Linked DNA regions of Capra hircus: region 1 is linked to region 2. Evidence: chromatin contacts called from public Hi-C data. All regions are on one chromosome and are shown on one strand. The core of a region is the stretch at or near the end of the contact, and the rest is flanking DNA. Distances in the headings are between cores, read along the strand shown.

Region 1 (4,593 bases), core at 692-3,191, 780 kb after region 2:
AAGAATAAGCACCCAAATGAGAAATGGAAGTCAGAAGTGATTACAACTATACATTTCCAGGGATTTACAGAGATCGTGGGAGGAATAAAGGGATTTCCATAGTATATGAGATGGGAAATTGGGCAGAATCTCTGGATCTTAAGAGCACTGGTGACCCCAGGTGACATCTGGTTCACATTTATTATATATATATATCGCTCAGTTGGTAAAGAATCTGCCTAAAATGCAGGAGACCCTGGTTCAATTCCTGGGTTGGGAAGATCCCCTGGAGAAGGGAAAGGCTACCCACTCCAGTATTCTGACCTGGAGAATTCCATAGACTATACACAGTACATGGGGTCACAAAGAGTCTATATATATATATCTCCTCTACCTCTCTGCAAGCTCTCTGGGGCCAGACTTGTCCAATGCCTTTTACTTCCTACTAAAACTCCAGGCATAAAAATCAGTGAGGGCATGGATGGATGAATGAACAAATGACTAAATGAATTGAGCTGACTCATTTATGTGGATATCAGTTGTCCCCATTCTATGGGAGCTTCACAGCACCAAAAACATATTGCATGTATCTTGACCTCTCTGCTAAGAAAGGGAGAGTGTTTGGGGAGTTTAGGTATTAAACAGAATCGTTCTTTCTTGGTTATGTTTGCTTTAGTGGTCATTGTTGTTGTAATTATTTCCATTAGTCTGATTGACTTCTCTGAGTCATCAGAACCAAATGTCTGCCTGAAATGTGGAGTGCTATCTCTGAGGTTGCAAGGAAAAAAGGCAAGTAGAAAATTATGACTTTGGGGGCCAGATGGATATAGGTTCAAATCCTAGCTCACAAATGCAATGTCGGGCAAGCTCCCTACTCTCTGAGCCTCTGCTTTTCTTTAAAAGAGGGAGAGAAAAGCTCACGCTGCAGAGTTTTAGGGCAGCTAAATTAAACGAGATGTTTACCGCCTTGTGAAAAGTATTTGACGCACAGAAGATGCTCAGGCCATTCTGGCTCCATCGTACGGACCTAGTGCTGCAGCTGTGAAAGAAAGTGAAAGTGAAGACACTCAGTCGTGTCTGACTCTTTGCGACCCCGTGGTCTGTAGCCCACCAGGCTCCTCTGTCCATGGGATTCTCCAGGCAAGAATACTGGAGTGGATAGCCATTCCCTTCTCCAGGGTATCTCCCCATCCCAGGAATCGAACCCAAGTCTCCTGCATTGCAGGCAGATTCTTTGTAAACTGGACTACCAGAGAAGCCCAGTGCTGCAGCTTGAAGTGAAGAAATCTCATCCCCAAGTCCACAGTGGTCATCAACATAGAGTCATATTCATGTTCTTGTCTGAAAATGCATTGTTTTCACTGCCACCAGGAGATCATTTTCCATCTTCTCTTATTGCCATTTTAGTTAGCACCTGGACGAAAGACTGAGGTGACCCAGCTCTGATGCTTCTGTATAAGTAAACCATGTCTTTTCCAAACAGACAGACAGATGAAGAAATGTACATAATGAATTGTGTACATGTTAGAGTAATTTTGAAATTCGAGCCCTTTATAGATCAAAACAAACAAAAAGTACAAAGTGAATTGTACACAGGTTAGAGTAATTTTGAAATTTGAGCTCTTTATAGATCAAAGCAAACAAACAAAAAGTCCTCTTTCATTTTAAACTTTTTAAAAATTGGTCTGAGTTCCAGAATTGGGGAAGTGACACAGAGAGAGAAAACAAATGGGGTGACATTAACATTCTTAATGTTTTTCAGAATCCAAAACTGATTGAAAAATGTGTATTCATGATATTTAGGCTAAAAGTTAACTAGACAAAACAGAAAGTTAGCTAGGTAAACGTTGATACCATTCTAGACTTAATAGTAAGCTCGTGGAGGTCACAGCCATCCTGGATTAGGAGAGTGGTGAGACACGCAGACACAGGCTGAGTCACTGTGGTTGTTCCAAGCAGTCATTAACCCCTTAGAACTTAACACTCTGAGAATGGTTGCTGTGTTATGCTGTGGAAACACCGGGCACCTGGAATTCCAGGTTGGTGACCTGCTCCCGGAGGAGGTCTGGTTGTGGGTCTGATTTCACCAACCACAGGCTGCACAGGTTCTTCTGTCTCTGGGATCTGGGAACCAAGTTGAAGTTAAGGTGACACCACCCAGGTTGTGGGAGAGGCCACCTGGAACTAGGGAAGTGCCTGCAGCCGGGGAGGTTTGGCTGCATCACAGACACAGGTGGGAGGCTGTCACTCAGGATACCTGCGCTGTAAGCAGGAAGCGGTGGATCTCACGAAGAAACCAGGTGATTCTCCTTATGACTGTTCACAAAAATCGGTGATGAGTTTGATGCCAACTCAACAAGTCCCTGGGAAACCTATCCCCTCTTCCCTTAGCCACTCTCTCAAGATTTGGAAAGAAAGGCTCCTGAGACAATGAGTTTTAGTGATTTTTTTTTTTTCTATATCCTGTGACCTAACTCTGAGACACTGAGATAGTGAGTTGACTTTTTTTTTTTTTAATGAATTTAAATTGAAGAAAACACCTCTGGCGCTCATATGATACGTTTGCTGTTTGCTTTATCAGCAGTGTGATCACAGTCCTCTCCATTAAAGGCTTTAACTGGCTCTCCTTTATCTACAAATGATGCCCACATCCTTTCAAATGGTACTCAAGATGCTCCGTGGTCTGTTATTCGGCACCTTCTCAGCTGTATCTCTCTGTGTCTTCTCGCACCTTCCATACACACATCATGCTGAATCACCCTTTCACGGTCACACTGTTTGTGCACAGATTCACAAGTTATCATTTGACCGCTTCATCTCCGTGTGCCTTCTCCCATCTATGCACACATCATGCTGAGTCACTCTGTCATGGTCAGACTGTTTGTCCGTAGACACACAAATTATCATTTGAAGAGACAACTTCTCATCCCTGGAAACTTAACTCAGTATACTCCTGCTTGTGCTCCTTCCCTGACTTGCACACATAGAACCAGTCCCGCCGTCTTCTGTGTTAACATTGTCCCAGGTTCATAACATCTTCAACAGCACTTTTGCATTGTATCACAGCTAACACAGCAACTTCCTTCCTACCTTGTAGTTTACTTGAGGAGAGACAATCCATCCAACTGATGGTTAATGCGAGACTAATCCCATGGCTGGCACATAGAAGGCACTTACAAAAGTTTGTTGAATTAAGGTAGAAAATTCCCCTTCAGTATACTATGTTTCATCATTAACAAAGTTGGAGCTTTATACGCAAAAAATAAAGAAGGAAGAAAATCACAAAAGAACCAAGAAACAGATGTCTATAGCTGATTTAATCTGTTTATCATCAGATCCTTTATTCCTGTTGTCAAACACCATGCATGTCTCCTAAAGAAGCATCATTTCAAAAAGCCATCCTTTCTCACCCACAAGCACACCATTCTCTAGCTTCTGACTTATAAAAGGTGCTCATACATATTTTGCAGTGAATCTTGGGTAAGAACCCGAGAGTCAGAGCTGCTCAGTGTTCATGGCCGCGACCACGTGTGCTCCCTTACCCTGTACAACCTGCCTGCGTTAACCCACTCCTTGGTGTCACAGAGTTAGAAAAGGACTCGGAGAACTGTAAGGGGCAGTCCAGGTGACTTAGAAAGTCCAAGATGATGGGTTCTTGCAAGTGTTTTACGAATACTATGTTTTGTTACACAGGGCACACTCACAAGCACATAGTAATAGCTACCATTTGCACAGCGTACCTCAAAGTACACAAACATCTCCAAGAGACAGATTTTCCCCTTGTGTCAGAGAGGAGGAAACTGAGCCATGGAGAGGTTAAGGAGTGTGCCCAAGGGCACCATGGTTAGGAAGTGATGCAGCCTGGCTGCAGATTTGACTCATTCAAACTCTACATCTCAGCTTTTGACTCTGCCAAGCCAGGATGCAAACATAAACCATCATGCCCCATTTTACCAGCTTAGTTGGAAAGCAGGCTAGTAGAAGAGGGTCCATGGGAAGCAAAATAAATGCTTTATTTTATTCTCTTCTTGAGGTAAAATAAAACTATGTAAACTCTTCGGTAGTCCACAAGGAGCTATATGCATTTATACACATAAATGTGAGCACATCTCCCGCAGTTCATGGTGTGGTTCCTGTTGATGCATGTTGAATATATTGGGGGCATCTATCTTGATCTAGGGGCTCCCCAGGTGGCACTAGTGGTAAGGAATCCTCCTGCCAATGCAGGAGATTCGACCCCTGGATTCAGAAGATCCCCTGGAGGAGGAAATGGCAACCCTCTCCAGTATCCTTGCCTGAAAAATTCTTTGGGCAGAGAAGCCTGGCCGGCTGCAGTCCGTGGGGCGGCAGAGTCAGACGTGACTCAGCAACTGAGCACGCATCTTGATCTAGATGTCTGAACACAGGCGATTAGTCTACACCACTCACATGCCACCTTCTGTTCTGCACACTCTCTCACTGACACAGACTCTCACACATTCAGGCACACATCCCAGGGATGTTTGCTCAGAGGCTGGCTCTGGCCGCCTGCTGAGTCTCAGGGTGGGGCCCCCTGCACAGGTGTCAGCGTGGGTGGAAATTTATTTTCTAAACAAGTGAGAAAATGACAAAATG
Region 2 (4,497 bases), core at 331-2,830:
CACTCGGCCTGGACAGCGCAAATTAAACATTAAAATAGCAGAGACTCAGGGGAAAACTTCCCAACGCAATCTCCTATTTGGATCTCCAACGGCAGTGCTCACAGGCGCCAGTCTGCTTCTTGTAACAATTATTTGATTGAAAACAGCCCTTTAGTTAACAGATAGGGAAGTCGAATCCCACATCACAGGATCTGAGACAGGGTAGCAATGCTCAACTAGCCGATCCCAGGGGGCTGGAGTTTTGGGGAAGGAGGATCCCTATGGAATTTGCGGTGATAAGATTAATTATATGGAGGTTAGTACCTCATAGTACCAGAGCAATAGCAGAAAACAGCCGGGGCATGTTACAGGCGCACAAGAAGCCAGTACGTATTCTCCTTCACCACCTTGGGAGTAAGTTACAGGCATTGATTTTTTCTTTTCTTTTTTTTTTTTAAAGAAAACGTTCTGGGATTTTGAGTAACAGGAGCTAGATGGCTCTTCATGTCTAGTACGCGTAAACAATGTACTACGTGCAACACAACGAAGTACACGTTCATTTACCAAACCCCCAAATTTTACAGATACGCAAGTACCCACGCGCGCGCACACACACTCCAAGCGCCAGTTCACCAACGGGGGACACAAGCAGACACTCACCATTTATTCAGCCACAGAGCGCTTTGCTGTCATTTGACATTAATTCAGAAGGGAATTCAGAAGCCTGCGAGAGAAAGGGGGGGGGGGGAAAGGCACAAGACGTTAGACAACCTTAAGGAGAAAGAACCTCTTAAAAAAAAAATAGTTTAATTTTGAACAGCAAGTTCCAAAAACCCACGTTTATGAATTCAGATTTAGAGGCATTCACATGTCATAACAATTTCACGCACACGACTCCTTCCACAGCAGATTTGTTTTTGTTTTTTTTTAATGACTGTTAACAGGGACAGTGATAAAGTTATTAGCCCGTCTGTAAGTCAGCGACTAGGGCCCGCCGCCTGACACCGGCTCTACCCGAGCATCGCTGGGGGGAGCGGGTCTTACCTGCAAGGACAGGATGCTGATGTCGGTGTTGAGGGTGGTGAGCGGCGTCCTGGACGCCTGGCTCTGCCCGGGTCGCTGGTGGTGCAGGCTAACGATGGTGGGGTGCGAGTCTAGAGCGATCTGCAAGTCCAAGATGTAGTCGATGACGTGCTGCAGGATTTCCATCTTGCTCACCTTCTTGTTTTGCGGGATGCTGGGCACCAGCTCCTTGAGCTTGGAGTAGCAGTCGTTCATGTTGTACAGCAGGCTCATCGGGTCGTCCACTGGGGTTTTGCTCCGGGAGATGCCCAGGCCGTGGTCCGAAAGGCTGTTTTTCCTAACGGACCTCACTGGACTGAAGGCTTTCATGCTGATCGCGGGGAAGGGAAGCGAAGCGATTGGGAGGAGGGAAGCGGGCTGCCCCGAAGCTCAGGCCGCCGCCGCCGCCGCCGCCGCTGCCGCCGCCTCCTGCGAAGGTCGTCGCGCTCGGCACCGCGCTCGGCTCAGAATGAAGCGGAGAGCCCGGCCCGGCGGCTTTTATACGCGCTCGCCGGGGCCACACGACCCGGCTTCCCCGCGACCCCATTGGTGGAAGGCGGCGCGTCCATCAGGCCGGGCGGGCGCGCCCATTGGCAGGTGCGGGCGCGAGGGGAGAGCTCCGTCCTTCCGCGTTCGCAGCCAATCGCCGTGGGGGTGGGCGGAACGGGCGCCAGCCCAGCTGAGGTGGTAAATAGAGTACTGTGAGCGCCGGGCCCAGGGGGACCTGGGGGTGGGCAGGGACCGGGGGACGGCCGAGCGACGGGAGCAGCGGGGCGCGGACGCGGTGGGGGCGGGGACACCCCGGGACCGTAAGTGGGCACCCCAATCCCAATCCCGATCACTAGGCGGGACCCTCCCCCTAAAGGTGCCCCCCGACGGAGGCTGCTACTCCTCCAAGCTTTCAGCATCACTAAGATCACAGCACCCCCGCGGAGTCTGCAGGGCAGAAGGGGAAAGCCACCACGGTTCCCCGCTCCTCCCGGAAAGTCATCAAGACGTTATGGAAAGCATTTCCGAAAAAAGGGAAAACGCAAATAACTTTGCCATCCACAACTGATGTTTGTAGATTGAGATCGGCCTCTTAAGATCAGGAAAAGCTTTATGAAAACAAACCCCAAAACACCCACGCGCGCGCATTTCAACGACAGGTTTAAGTGTGGGATCGTGCAACCCGGAGCAACGCAGAAGACAGTATAGTAAACTGTGAAGTGAGTACTTACTGGATAACTGTGCTGATCGCTAAGGAGCTCGAGACGCGCGGGACCCTTCCTGGGTTCCTTCTCTAACACTGGGAAGGGCTATTATAATAAAGCTATTAATCGGAAATCATTAGGAGTATTTGCATATTGAAGCTGTATTTACATACACTACCCTTGAGAGGCTGCTGGTCCGCTCTGCAGTGTCGGTGGCAAAGCAAGGTGACTAGCTATGCACACATCATGATTTCTGGTGTCACATTTTAGCGCCTGCTGTATTTTTAAAGTTTTGTACAGGTAGGTGGCCCTAGCCACGGTCAATATCTTCACACTGTTTTTAAAAAAATCTATAAGGTACCAGGTTGGGAATCTTCTTAGCACCAGTACTGGAGGCAGCTTCAGGTTGTGTCACCTGCCCTCATCTTTTAAAAAATTTTTCTTTCTAGAAATCTTTTAAGAACTACAGTTTGCAGTTCTTTACTCAAATCCTCTTCAGTGAATTCACACATAATTCTAACTTAACGGAAGACTACAGTAAGTTAGTTGTGTGTTTTAAAAATCATTTTTCTAGAATACAATAAACTAGAAAGTCTGAAAAAGCATTCTATTTTTAAGTGTCTTGTTTACTTTATCTCAATCTGCATCTCCTCGGCCTTTAAGAAGGAAAAGGAGGGCAGAACTGGAGAAAAAGTAAAGCTTAATAATGGGGAAACAGTATATTTTTCTTCAGTTAATGATTAATTCCTCAGCTGGTGGACCAGCCGGTCTGGTCCTGGACACCAACTACAGCCATGTGCCTGCACTACAGCTGCTCTCGAGGGAGGAAAAGTTGGTGGCGCTAGGGTGGATATCACCTTCCGAAAATCCAGCCACCTCAGGTGGGAGGATAGAGGTGGTTTCCTGACCAGCAGAGAAATCTACTCAGGGCCTGCCCAGTAAATGCTGCCTGCGACTTCTTTGCGCACAGCAGTGGAGTCCCCCACCTCTCCTCTGATATTAAGTCTGGAAATGATTTCATCCTGAGTCCTCACAGTTCGAACCTTTTGATGTTCTTTGTGTGCATGTGTTTCCGTCACATACGTGCCACAGTGGAACAGATTTTGTTTTGACACTATTTTGGTTCATGATGTTATACTTTGACTATTTTACAATAATAGCCAATGTAAACAAACATCTTTGGGATTCTCAAATTATTACTTGTGATTCTTGGACATTGCAGCTCTGAGATACTGACGCATTCCTAGCTTTTTCCAAGGACACCGTATGTTAACATCCGTGCCAGCCTCATTATCCCTCCAGCCGGGCTCCGGGCTGCTTCCTAATGAGCCTTGTGCGGGATTACTTTGCACACTCGCAAAGTTGATTAAGGCACTGCCTTCTCCCAGGCTCAAGTGTGTACCCTGATGCAGTAAAACTGCTAAATATGGTGAAAGTTTTCTGGTGTTTCTTCCTCTATCGGCCATGTCAGAGTCCAGTCAGCCTGGATGAGTGGAATTCGATTCGACTGGCAGGCCAACCAGTTCTACATTCATTTAAAGATCAACTTAAGGGGACTATGAGGCTAAGTTCATGATTTTTTTTTAAAGGCCTGAGTTCCTAGTACGTTCTGTCTCAGCAAGCCCAATTCGCCATTACCTTTAAAATTATGTTTTCATCGGGAAAATGGTGAGGTGGGTTACAAAAAAAAAAATCTGTCTTTTGGTGTCTCCGTGGGCTTGAATTTGAGGCCTCTAAAGCTGCAGATGGGCCCTGGTTCTGCTAGATCCGTGGGTGGTGGGAAGGTGTGAATGGTTTCCGGTGGGGGGGGGTGGAGATGCATGCCCCCACCCCACCCCACCCCCACTTAAAGTCACACGGCGGCCCAGGAAGGTCGCCTAACCTGGTTCCAGGGCTTCACTCCCTCGGTCTCCACCCCGGCCCGGCCGCCGGCTCCCAGCGCGACTGGCCCCTCGCGGTAATGAGAAGCAGCTCCGGGCCGGGCGCGCCAGGCTGGCCGGACGGCCTTTGCAATTGCTACCCCCACCCCCCGCCCCGCGTGATGCAACTGGGGGCGGGAGGAGCCTGCGGGAAGGCAGGGGGGGGTTGCGGAGGAGGGGGTGTCTCAAGGTCCTCCCGGCACATCTGGCGCGCTGGGGAGCGCTCGCCTCTCTTCCCCCGGGTTTTGTTCTCCCAGCTGCGTCCATCCCGCCCGTGACCCCCCGAGCGAGCCCTGACAGGTGATGAATGCGCGGCGGCGGCGGCGGCGGCGCGCGGGCCGGGC

Evidence for each region. A called contact is a pair of places that touch in the nucleus more often than the background predicts.
Region 1: a Hi-C map of blood shows a contact between it and region 2, with 3 times the contacts expected there. The contact joins the enhancer-like site here to the promoter of ID2 in region 2. A contact is called at or near these places in 2 of 5 Hi-C or Micro-C datasets (both in blood).

What each region holds. Positions count from the first base shown.
Region 1 is chr11:88,991,595-88,996,187 of ARS1.2, forward strand. It overlaps the pseudogene LOC102189410. Among named protein-coding and RNA genes, the nearest start is that of TRNAC-GCA, 490 kb to the left of the region's middle. Within about 2 kb of position 1,942, at least 2 of the 5 cell types and tissues checked have an H3K27ac peak or open chromatin away from gene starts, as enhancers often do.
Region 2 is chr11:88,212,556-88,217,052 of ARS1.2, forward strand. It overlaps ID2 (DNA-binding protein inhibitor ID-2), which reads right to left and starts at 1,581. Exons shown (of 3, transcript XM_005687031.3): 1 at 1,024-1,581; 2 at 640-703. The coding sequence starts at 1,371. The coding sequence ends at 647.